Regions from separate parts of the Mus musculus genome. Here region 1 is linked to region 2. The links are chromatin contacts, called in public ChIA-PET maps. All regions are on one chromosome and are shown on one strand. The core of a region is the stretch at or near the end of the contact, and the rest is flanking DNA. Distances in the headings are between cores, read along the strand shown. Region 1 holds the start of Arcn1 (archain 1). Region 2 holds the start of Il10ra (interleukin 10 receptor, alpha).

What was found. ChIA-PET counts read pairs in DNA pulled down with a chosen protein or histone mark.
Region 1: a contact with region 2 is called in an RNA polymerase II ChIA-PET map of memory CD8 T cells, with 20 read pairs. The contact joins the promoter of Arcn1 here to the promoter of Il10ra in region 2.

Annotation. Positions count from the first base shown.
Region 1 is chr9:44,763,350-44,769,733 of GRCm38.p6, forward strand. Arcn1 (archain 1) reads right to left here and starts at 4,459. Exons shown (of 10, transcript NM_145985.4): 1 at 4,321-4,459. The coding sequence starts at 4,323.
Region 2 is chr9:45,266,384-45,272,651 of GRCm38.p6, forward strand. It overlaps Il10ra (interleukin 10 receptor, alpha), which reads right to left and starts at 2,766. Exons shown (of 7, transcript NM_008348.3): 1 at 2,623-2,766; 2 at 717-837; 3 at 72-259. The coding sequence starts at 2,689. It overlaps Mir7086 (microRNA 7086), which reads right to left and starts at 324; the gene lies at 260-324.

The DNA.
Region 1 (6,384 bases), core at 3,209-5,708, 500 kb before region 2:
TTGAGGCCAGTCTGGTCTACACTGTGAGTGCCAGACCAGCCAGGGTTATGTAGAGACCCTGTCCCAAAACAAACAACAACAACAAAAAATCAGCAGGATAAAAATAGTACCTCAAGTAGGAAAACTCTGATACTCTATTTTAGTCATTTCATTAACCAGATAAAAGCAAATAAGATTCCCAAAGCAGGATCAAAGTTCACGATACTGAATGTAAAGAAACCTCAAAACACCTAGGACATAAGTCACAAGGTCCATATACAGCCTCCAGTCACTAATATACCTGGAAAGATCATCTCTGAACAAAGTAAATTTATCTTGTGCAAAATTAATACTTATCTTCTTAAATGCCTCATATTCACATTCAATGAAGTTTAACAACTACTGAAGTAGAAAGTATATTAAAAGGCAAATTCTCCGGGCGTGGTGGAGCACACCTTTCATCCCAGCACTCGACAGGCAGCAGGTGAATTTCTGAGGTAGATTCTCCTACCACAATTTTCATTAGGGTCTCATACATAGCCCTGGCTGGCCTGACACTCACTATGTGGACCAGGTGAACTCCAGGAGAGCTTCCATTGGAATTATAGGGATGCCACCATGCCTAACAACAGTTCATCAGTCAAGAGCACATTCTGCTAGCACTCACACAGAAATGCACAACCACGGGTAACTCCTGATGCCCTTTCTGCCCTCCTTCAGGTACCAGGCATGCATTTAATGCACATTAATATACATAATAGTCTTAACAGTTAATTTTTAAAAAATGAGTAACTACGACTCTCAAGGTTTTTTGCCAGCTAGTGCTGGCACATGCCTTTAATCCCAGCATGTGGGAGGCATAGATAGGTGGATCTCTCTAAGGCCAGTTCAAGGCCAGCCTAGACAACAGAGTACCAGGATAGCAAGGACTGTTACACAGAGAAATCGTGTCTTTAAAAAAAATTTTTTTTTTGAAATCTTATATTCTTTAAGAAAACAGAGGTTTGGATCCCAGCACCCACCTGGTGGGCAGCTCACAACCATTCCTAATTCCAGTTGGAAGTTACTCCAATACTCTCTTCTGGCTTCTGCAAGCACCAGACACACATGTCATGGTACATATATACACATCCAGGCAAAACACTAATACACAGAAAATAAACAAATCTTTAAAAAAAGGACTGGGGAGTTTGCCTTGCTCTACTAAAGAAACAAATGTTATTTAAAAGGGGGCGGGGAGGCAGGCTGGGAAAGTGGCGTCCTCTGTAAGCATGAGGACTGGATCTGAACCCTATCACCTACACAAAAAGCCAGCCATGCAGCCATGCTGCAAATGCCTATAGCCTCAGCGCTGGAGGTCAGAGACAGGTAAATCCTGGGAGCTCACTGGCCAGCCAGCACAGTTCAAACAGCAAGCTTCTAGCTCAGCATAGCAGAGAGCAAGAGAAGATACCCAAACCTATACCACCCGCCCCCCACATACTCACAATCTGTAAGTCTCACTATCTTAGAAGTCTATAGACTTTATAAGTTTTATAAGCATTTGAAAACTTCTCAGTAGGTAAAGATATCTGTCATCATAGTAAGTCTATTTACTATCTTAATTAAGAACAATGTTTTGTAGATAAGCAAATTTTAGAAATGGGTGGTATCACAGGACTAATCAAGTTTATTCAAAAATAAGTTAGTTAAAAAAATGCTTGGCAAATGTTAAGAAAACTAAGCTTGCAGAAAACTAAAGAAAAAGGACAAATCAGAAGATGCATTTCAGCCAGCATGGTCAAGTCTGTCAGGAAGCGGAGACAAGATGATGGTGAATTCCAGGTCAGCCTGGACTATATAGAGATCTTCCGGTTAAAGAAAAGATATTTTCTCTTGGATATTTTGCATTTATAATTCAGTAAAACCAAAAAAGTTTATTTCTCAAAACAATGTTTATGGACCTGTAGCTTATTCTGAAATATGTTTTTAAAAGATAGAAAGAAATGGATGAATGATTTAGGTGTGTGATAAAATAATTATAATGAAATTTTAAGAGAAACTAGTTGGTAGTTACAGGACTGTTCCCTATAGGGGTCTGTGAAATGTTCTAAATGTTGGGAAATCTTGTATTAATCCCAGCACTCGGGAGGCAGAGGCAGGTAGATTTCTGAGTTTGAGGACAGCCTGGTCTACAAAGTGAGTTCCAGGACAGCCAGGGCTATACAGAGAAACCCTGTCTCGAAAAACCAAAAAAAAAAAAAAGTTGAGGAAAAACTATGAGAAATTTTGATGCAACCTTAAAGATCAAAATTTCACCCCACTTGATATAACTCTATGGTACAGTGATTTTTCTGTAATTAAGTAGGGCCCAAAAACATACAGAAGTACTACCAAGCAGGCCTCTGACTTGACAGAGTAGAATATGCTGAGATAACTGCTCTCCATGACACAGGAGTCTGTACGTATCTGGATCATGCTAAGTGTCGTATTGTATTCGGAAATATAGGACACAGCTATATGAATATGTATTCACATCAAAAGGACAAACAAAAATATTTGTATGCACACATACAAAAGTTTACACATATATGCACACATGTATATGTATACACACATTACCATGGAATACCTAGAGCTTTACTGTTTCACAACAATCTTTCATTTTGTTTTGAGACAGGGTTTCCCTGTGTACCCCTGGCTGTCTTGGAATTCAATCTGTAGACCAAGGTGGCCTTAAACTCAAATATCTGCCTGCCTCTGCCTCCCTAGTGCTGGAATTAAAGACATGTACCACCAAGTCTGACATATTCCTCCATTATCAACGAATTTAAAATATTAAAAGTTCCAAGAACATTTTAACAAACTAGATTTTGGTAAAGGTTATCTGGACTTTTGTTTCCATAAGGTTCTAATGTTAGTTTTAAAATTACACACTCTAACATAAACTATGAACACTCCCTAAAACGTAAAAGAGTAGGTGCACACCTTTAATTCTAGTGATGGGAAGCCTGGTCAATAGAATGAGTTTCAGAACAGCCAGGTCAGCATAGTGAGAAACCTTTTCTCTAAAACTAAAAAAAATGGAGGCTAGAGGTATGGCTCAGCAGTTAAGAGTACTTCTTGTTCTTGCATAGGACGTAGGTTAGAATCCCTGTACCACAGGGAGGCTGATAAGTGTCCATAACTATAGTTCTAGGGAATCCAATACCATCTTCAGGTATTGCACAGACACACAACTTCATATACATAAAATAAAAACATCTTAAAATATAAAAGAAAAAACATACACAATAACAACAACAACATCAACTCATGGAATTGGGGCTCAGGGTCGGTATATGAGGTTTTGGAAATTTTATGTCTAATACCAAATTTTGGGAGGCAAGCCTACTTGATGTAAATTTTATACACCTGAGGCTGGAAAAGAAACTTTCTGTGGTTTAAAGACCAAACATGAATTTCTCCTCTAACCAAATTCTTATCAAAAGAGTTGTTAGTAGAACTTAATAGGACAAGTACCAAGAGAGTCAGTCATGTTACTTAGGTATGCTTTCAAAGCACCTTTAAAAATTCTTCAAAAGTTACTAGATCTAAGGATCTCCTCTTATTCCCGAATATTCAGATTTCAGTCGATTAAGGAGGATCTGGTGGAGTTAATTCTGCTTTCTCCTACCCTCACCTACAAATAACCTCTCCTATCTTGGTAACAGATGAGTTCATAGAGAAATAAGCTCCGCTGGCATCAGAGTCCCCAAGCACAGCCCACCTCTCCTATTCCACATAACAGCTGTGATTACAGTAAGCCACACTCCTGTCACTCCACCAAAACGGTCGGTCCCTTAAAGACAGAAACCCTGTGCTGTCACTCCGTTTCTCTACGTTCTATATACACTCTGCACCAGCCTCGCTGCCAAAGACACGTACGCGCTACCCTAGCACAGGGTAGCTACGGGGACACCGGGGTCCCTCAAACGGGCGCCCGAAGTTACCATTTCCGCACTGCCTCTACTTCCCCCTTTCAATTAAGAGGTGGAGGAGGGAGAAGAAAAGCTTTGAGGCGTGGTGACAAGAGGACGAAAAGCGGCGGACAGGCCCAGCCTCCAGCCCTGCGGTTCCGGAGCTCGCAGGGAACCGGCGGGACCTGAGGACGGAAGACCCGCGCGACAACCACCAGCCCGAGTGGCGGGCGGGCGGACGTGGCGGCGCTGCCGGCGGAGGCTAGGTGGGCGCGGCAGCTTTCGCTCTAGGACTCCGGGAGGCCGTGCCAAGCCTGGGCCGACAGCAGGGCTCCGGGCGCGGCTCCTGCGGTCCCGGCCCAGCCGGCGAGGACGTGGCGAGGGAACCCGGCTCGGCGCTTACCATGGTGAGGCCGCAGGTGGGGCGCGCTGCGCCGCGCTCTGGCTCTGCGGGGACTCGGGCTGCTGCCCAGAGACGCGGAGCTCTGGCCGCTCCGGACCTGCCGCCCCTGACAGGAGCCTCCGCCGCTTCGCCTCTTGCCAAGATGGCGGCCCCAAGCCACGTCTCCAACCGGAAACGGCGCGGGTCAAAGGGCGGGGGGCGGGGCCAGTAAGCTCCGAAGCCAGGAAACTCAGACCCCTGTTAGCCCAGGATTTGCAGGTTTGGCTAGAATTGTGGAGCGTCATTCCTCTGTCCTTTCTTTCTCTTCGCCTGCGTTTATTTGGTGCTGCTTCTTTTTTTTTTTTTTTTTTTTTTTTTTTTAAAGATTTATTTATTATTATATGTAAGTACACTGTAGCTGTCTTCAGACACTCCAGAAGAGGGAGTCAGATCTCGTTACGGATGGTTGTGAGCCACCATGTGGTTGCTGGGATTTGAACTCCGGACCTTCGGAAGAGCAGTCGGGTGCTCTTACCCACTGAGCCATCTCACCAGCCCTTGGTGCTGCTTCTTAAAGTTCGTAAAAACACTCAATGGAATATATAAAATAATCTGTGACCATGAGGAACTAGTATCCTGAATACATAACGTCTAGAACTCCCGTAATAAAGCCGGCATGGTGTCCCCTCACCTGTAATCAATTCCAGGTAAATTAGGAAACTGAGGAGGAAGACCAAAAATTGTCCAGCCGGGCACACGCCTTTAATCCCAGTACTCGGGAGCCAGGGGCAGGACGATCTCTGTAAATTTGAAGCCAGCCTGGTCTACAAAACAAGTCTGGGATAGCCAGAGAGAGCTACACAGAGAAACCCTGTCTTGAGAAGCAAAGCACTAATAAAATACTGACACATACAACATAGATTAGCCTTGAAAACAGGTGTAAAGAAACAGATGCAAAGGCCACTATTTGTTTGCAATGACTAAACCAGGGATATCTGTGAAATTAGAAAGCTTATAAGTGATTTATCGGAGTTCCAGAAGACTAGGACATAGCGGCTAGTGCATTATGTTTGGAATGTAAGTGCCATGGAATTACCCAGAGGCAGATATCCTGAAAGCCACTGAACTGTACGGTTTATCTTCAATATGTAATTATTTTATTTTTAAATCCTATGTGTGTTCAGACATGTGCCTGCGAATGCAGGCGCTGCCTGATATGGGTGCTGGGAATCGAACTGGGGCTTTTTGAAACAGCAACGGATACTCTTGACTGCTGAACCCCCTCTCCAGTCCTGAACTGTATACTTCAAAGGGCTGGGGTTTTTTGTTTGTTTGTTTGTTTGTTTGTTTTAGGGTCCTGAGAGATAGCTCAGCAGTTAAAATCCTATATTGCTCTTGCAGATTTGGTTTTCTCCTGCCTCAAAAAAGAAAGAAAAGAAAATGTATGTTCACAAGTGTCCTTGGTCAGGCGCGCCTTAGAGGCTGTATAACAGAAGTAAAAACAAACGAGGAATCAGCGCGACCTGTGCTTAAATTCTTTTCAGTACTCAAGGCCTTAGTCGTTAGTTAACTCACTACACCTCTCTAAGCCTGTTATTACTCTTTAAACTGGTGGGAGCACATACTTCATAAATTTATAGAGTTAGATAATAGAAAATAAATTAGACTGTATAAGCTAAGTGTTCCACCACAGTAACTGCTCAACAATTTATACTTGTTATTATGGACATAGCATCACAAAGATAAAACCAAAAATAGCAATTCTACTCAAAACATATTTTTGAGGCAGTTTTACTTCCTATACCTGCCTGACCTAGAACTCACTATGTAGATGAGGCTGGTCACGAACACACAGAGGTCTGTCTGCCTTTACATCCTTAGTGTTAAGATTAGAGGCAATTCTCTTTTTAACTTGAAGCAGCACAAAAGAGGTGTGTGCTAGTTAGTAGCCCCAAAATAGAAAACCTTGTGTCCACCAACTGACAAGTGGATAAAGAAAATACTGTATACACCCCAACGAAGCGTTGAGGTGAGCCATCTGCAACAGCTTGGGTGAAACTGGAGAAATTCTGTACATTAAAAAGG
Region 2 (6,268 bases), core at 1,516-4,015:
GCCCTAGGCTGGAGTTCCTGGCTGGAACTGTCCCGGAAGGCCATGTTCTAAGCCCAGTAGAGGCAAAGCACCTTCATCCACTGTGAAGCGAGTCTCAGTGGTGGTCCAGTTGGAGTACTGACTGTTGTCCACTGCCCGGACTCTGGCCCGGTAGCCATAGCTTCGGTGATACAGATCCAGGGTGAACGTTGTGAGATCACAGGACAATGCCTGAGCCTTTCTACAGATATGGATGTCATTCCAGGTTGAGTTTCCGTACCTGAGGAGATATCAGAACGGACACTGAGGGAACAGCTTGTGCCCAAACCTTTCTCCTCTTAAGAGGGGAGGGAAAGGCCAGGCAGAACGTTTCCTTAATGACAAAGGGAACAGTCCTCAGGCCCTTGGCCAAGGTCTCTGTTGACATCCATGTTCTAGAAAGCCCCTGGGTGGGAATTTAAGTAGCTCATTCCCCCCTAAGACTGTATGAGCCCACTCTGCAATCCCCTGTTTCCTTTCTTGTAGTTAGGTTTATGAATGCTTTTCCAGAATACCAGGAAGCCCTCCAAGCCAACAGCTGCTCACCTTAGGGGTCCCAGCACATTGCTCAACTCATATGACACTCAAGCAAGTATGTGTCAGAGTCCCTTTTAGTCTCATTTCAATAGTAAGGTAGCCACCTAGTCGTCCCCCCCCCCTCCCGCCTCCATTTGGTCCCCCTGTGCCTCTTTCCTTACTGTTTGAGGGCCACTTCATAGTAGGTGCTCTCAGACTGGTTTGGGATAGGTTTCCAGTGGAGGATGTGCTGGAAAAATCTGGCTTCAAACCACACATAGGAAGGGCTTGGCAGTTCTGTCCCTAGGGGAAAGAATTCTAACACTAGAGAAAGCAGAGGTACCCGGGGGACTAGGAAGAGGGTGGTGAAAGCCGCAAGAGTACTTTGGGAGGGAGGGGCTGGGTGCTTTACATATATATGTTCGGTTTAGTGATCACAGCAGCTCTGGGCTCTAGACACATGCCGAACTTAGTGAAGAAGAAATAGAATCCCAGAGAATCAGATAGTTGGCCCAAGGCCAGTGGAGCCAGTAAGGGGCATGGTGGTGGTCTATATCCAGAATGTGTCTGAATCCAAAGCTAGAGTCTTGTCTTTCTATGCTTGTGTGATGTGGGATGAGAAGCCTCACAAGGGACTGACAAAGGCAAGTTGGGTCTGTTACATTCCAGGATAATGGCCAGGAGTGGCTCTCAGATGAGCCGGTCCCTGGCTCTCTGGCCAAAGCCTGTTCCTGTTCTAGCGACATTCCAGGACTGAGTTCTCATCCAAGCCATGACCCTTGACCTTATCTGGATCCGTAGGCACCCTGCTTGTCTACACAGACATCTTGTGGTCCAGGCACAGGGTATCCCCACAGTCCCTAGTTTCTAGGAAAGCTGTAGCTCAGACATGGACATCAGTATAATCAGATGCCTAGGCGAGCCTCAAATGGAGACAATGAACGTCAGCGGTCCAGCCTCCTGGCCTCCTCGAAAACTCAGCTGTGAAGTACCTGTAGTCTCCCACTCTATTAGTTCTAAAGAGCTGACACAGGAGCCTGGAGCTAGCAGCTTGCCAGTATGACCAGGAGCAGAGGAGTGACCCCCTTGAGATCCTCTGCCCTTTTTGTAACAATACAATAAGCATTCCTATTGAATTCTCCTGATGAGTTCTGCGGGCTTAAGTGTGTTGCAAGGACAATAGCCCTTGTTCCTCTCCAGCCTTCTTGACCCTTTAAGATGTCTCCTCTTGAAGGCAGCTCTGCAACACTTTCCTTCTCCAAACTGCCAGCTCTCTGAGAGTCACAGTTCTCAGTTCTCTTTCAGTGACCCTGTCATTCTCAGAAAACATACTTGTCCCAGCCCTTCCCCCCCCCCACCCCTTTCTTTGAATCTCAAGGTTGTGTTTCAGTTGCAAAACTCTGAGAGGGGGAGTGAAAACCTCAGCCCGTGTTTGTGATGTTCAGCGGGGCACATCCCCAGTGCCTCTGTAGATAACATGACTGACTGTGCTCTTTTTACTTTGAACTCCTGTAAAAGTGTGTTTTGGGGTCCCCGGTCTTCGTACTTCTGTGCCACTTGGTCCCTCCAACTCTCCACTTTTTCATTCTCTCCTGGGCTACAGGAACCTAGCCTGAGCTGAGGAGTGGGTAAAGTGTGTGTGTGTGAGGGGGGTGGGCAGCAGGCAGCGGAGATGAATTGTGGGCTAAAGACTAACAGGGTGGTCGGGAAGGGTGGGCAGAAAGAAGGGATGGGGTGAGATGGTAGGGTTCAGGGAGAGGAGCCTAACTAAGAAGGGGCACGATCAGACCCACGGAAGAACCAGAACAGCCGAAAAGTGAGGGCTAAGTTATGGATTGTCCGGAGGTGGTAGGATAATGATTTGAGGAACAAGGGTACGTACAGGACGGAAACTATAGGCTTTACCCATCCATCGCTGGCCACTCCCAAACAGCCACAGTTAATCTTAGCCTCCTCCACTTAAACAGCAGGTGAGCCGGAGACCGTTTTGCCAGCATGAAGGAGCTGGGGCGGGACCCCAGCCCATCCAAGCAGATTCTCCCGCGAATGTGAACTTTAAAGCAACAGAGCGAGCGCTGGGGAGCCTACCGTATGCAATGAATTCTAGGCTCAGGCTGGAGATCGTGACGAGGAATGGGAGCAAACGCGACAACATCCTGGGCGCACAGCGGCATCGTCCACTGGAGCCGGCCTTTACGCCTCCGGCCGGCGGCGTCCTGAGAACTGAAGACTGCCGCTGGATCCACAGGGCCAGCTTGACATCAACCTGAAGGCGGAGCCTCGTTGCTCCGCCCTCAGCCCACGGAGCTTGGGAACCTCCGCAGGAACCTCAGCAGGCAGCGAAGTCTAGCTAGTTCTGGGGCATTTGTCTCAAGGTGAAAGAGCAGCTGAGGCTTTCTGTGGCTGGGCTCTTAACTCTCACACCGACTGGACAGCCTGTCTCCCCTCTCCCTCCCCCTCCCCTTCCCCTTGCCCCCTTCCCCTCTCTGTTGTAGCAATTGGAATTACTGACTGGGCCAGGAGCAAAGCACAAGCGTGCAGGTACATGTGTGAAAGTCCTGGGACCTCTATGCAGGGCCCTCTGCTAAGCCAACAGTGAGGGAACGTCCCTACCTGACTCTTGGTGGGAGTCCATGACACCCCCAGGCCCTTTAGGTTGTTCTTGCCCTAAATCTGCAGGTTAGAAGTGTCAATAGGCGCCTTGAGGGACCTGGTATCACTCAGATGCCTCTTCAGTGACCAGGACATCTGTCTGCCCTCCAGTGTCACCAAAGATGTTAATTGTGTGAGAGACCAAGCTTTGTCCACCTGACTTATTGGCAGGTGGCGCTGATACTGTGAGTATGTCACTTACATGATTTTCAGGGATCTAATTGTGAGGTGTACAGCGCCCGTGGGGTCATCTGCCAGGTACATATTCATGCTATCCTGGAAGCCCTGTTTTTGTTCTGAGGAGGCACAGAAGCCAAGGAAGGGCTGGAGTCACTAGGATGCCCTTGCTCTCAAGAAGTCACTTTCTATTCCCCTCAGAGCCTACCTGTCACACGGAAGACACTACTGCCTTGAGAAGGCTTGGCCAGCCATCGGTCTGCAAATTGCATGATTCTCAGTGCCAATACCAATCCTGCCTCCCATCAAATTAGAAACTGACTGAAAACAGTATGAGGTATTTGTTAAATTTTTCTTTTTCTTCCTGGAAATTGGATTGGATGGTTCTCCGGTGTGAAGTTCGTAGATGACAAAGTACTGTTACTATGTCAAAGATTTGGGCAACCTCTGAACCTGGAGAAGGACCCTCCAACTTGGGGGTGTCAGACACGAGCACTGCCGTCGTGACCTGAGAGCTAGTGATGCACACCACCCCCTTGGCTTGTGGAGACACAAGCTTTGTCTAAACACCGTGGGAGTGGATAGTGCTATGTCCAGTGGCCTAGACAGAGGATGCCAAGTGGAGTGGGATCATGTTCTGTGCCGAGGGAACTCACTGGGAAAGGTGCTTGTCTGTGAGGACTGGGCTGCCCTAGCTATTCAGCTAGTTGGAAGTAATATCTGTGAACCATAGCATCGAGCACACACACACACACACACACACGCACACACACACAATCAGTGAGAACCACACTCAGGGATACCCTCGTCACTGTGAATACCCTCATGTCAGCCATGTTGGAAAACTTCAGACTTCTTAATGTGGGAGGACTTTGTTTTAATTGCTGTTCTGCACTGCCCATCCTTCCGCTGGTAAAGCACATATACTGCTTGGCGTGACACAAGTACCCAGGCGTGACGCAAGTACCCGGGCATGACTTCTTAGTCCCCGTTTACCTCTTAAAAAAGAGGACACTGCGGTGTTTCTTCCTCAGTTGTCTTCCTTTTAGTTTTTGGTTGAGTTATAAGAATTTTAAAGCCTTGCACCTTGGCTGTTTTAAGGGACGATCGAGATGGTTCTTCCACATACCAGAATTTACAGTCACAAGCTGATGCTGGCCAAAACCAGGCCCCTTCCTCTAGAAACCACCTTGCCAGAGACAGAAAGTGAGCGGAGATTTTAACAGTTTCTGGGAAGGAAAGTACAGACTAACAAGGGGACACAGGGCTGAGAACAAGGAAGGTTCCATGGCAGAGGTGGCCGGTTATCTGAGACTTGAGCGCTGCGTTGTAATAGGCAAGTTGATGGATGGATAGGGAGGGGATTGGGACATTGGAGATGAGGGGATACAGCAGTTTTAGAGAAGTCTGTAAAGTGGGCACACATCCTAGGGCTGACATAATTTGGCCCTTGCTCGGGGCAGAACCAGCATTGAGTGTGGGCTTCCTGCTACACTCCCTGCTTCCTGCATAGCACCCAGGGAGAAGCTGCATTAGGCACATAATTATCATACCCGAGGAAAGAAAAAAAATTAGAAGAAGCCCACATGCATGCTGTTTTGTGTTGAGTAGCTTGTTCTTCAGGGGTTCTTTTGTGAGCATCCATATTGGAACAGATGGTAAATAACAGGATTTTCATATGCTCGGACTCTTAAGGTGTGTCAAGGACTCCATAAAACACTTTACACTGCATAGCAGACACCAGCCAGGTACTGAACAAACAAATCCCTGTCCTTTTCCTGGGAACATGGGACAACTGTTTTCCGGTGTGTGGCTGGAAAATATGACCGGGTTTAAACCCGTGTGAAGCTGCAGCAGAGAGTGGTACACCCAGGCCCTGCCTCTTGTGCTATCCTGTCAGCCATCCAGAGGGCCCCAGCCGAGGACTTCCAGGGAATGCAAAAGACCTGGGTGCCCCGAATCACTTCTTGGAGAACTCTGAAGGAAGGATGAAACATTAAACTGGATCCCTGTATTACACCACAGAGATTCAGGGCTTTCCTGACAGCCATGATGGCCAGTCCTGATTCATCTGCAAACACAGCCTCATCCAGTCCTTAACAGAATCCACTGGGGGGTGGGGAGGTGGTGCAGCTGTCAGTGTTTTGCAAATGGGGACACGGTGGCAGAGGGCAGAGACTTTAGTTGGCGGGCAGGGCTCAGTTGGTCCTTGAACTTCTGTATTTCCTATTTTGGCAATGGTGACTTCGAACTTTGGAAGATTTTTTGCAAAGCACAATACCAAGTGAGTTGAGAGAGAATGAGAATGTTCAGGAGGAGGAGGAGGAGGGCAACTTGGGGCTGGGAGGATGATGGTACCGTGGTGAGCCCAGGAAGCCGATGGACCCGGCCAGGTAGATAGCTTGATCTTGAGGCAGCTCTCTCTTTCTTAGGGCACAATTGAAGTCTGATGGAGTCACTGTCTCCCTTTCATGACACTCTTACATAAACTTCCCAGGGCATCTGAGCACTGCAGGAAACTGAGTTCTGCAGGCACACAGCTGGTCTCCAGACGAGTGTTTGGGAAGTCCCGGGCTGCCCTACAGTGATTACAATCACTCTGTCAGGGCAGCACAAAACAGTGAAACCCAGAGGCACCGGCTCTGAGATGGAGACAGAAAGGAGGAAGCTGCCTGGTGAAACTGGGCAGTCCTTGCAGTGAAAAGGATTTCAAGTGCAAGGTATGGGGACTGCCAAGGCGTAACCAGTGCTCTGGGCATGCTCAGTCCAGCCCCTGTCCCAGGAGAAACTTTTAAATGTGTCTGTAGAATCTAATTCATGCCCGCTCCCTTTCACTCTCTGCCCAATACTAATGCTCAGTATGGCAGGGCTCCGAAGAGGCGCCCTCTGAGCAGCAGCTCAGGCC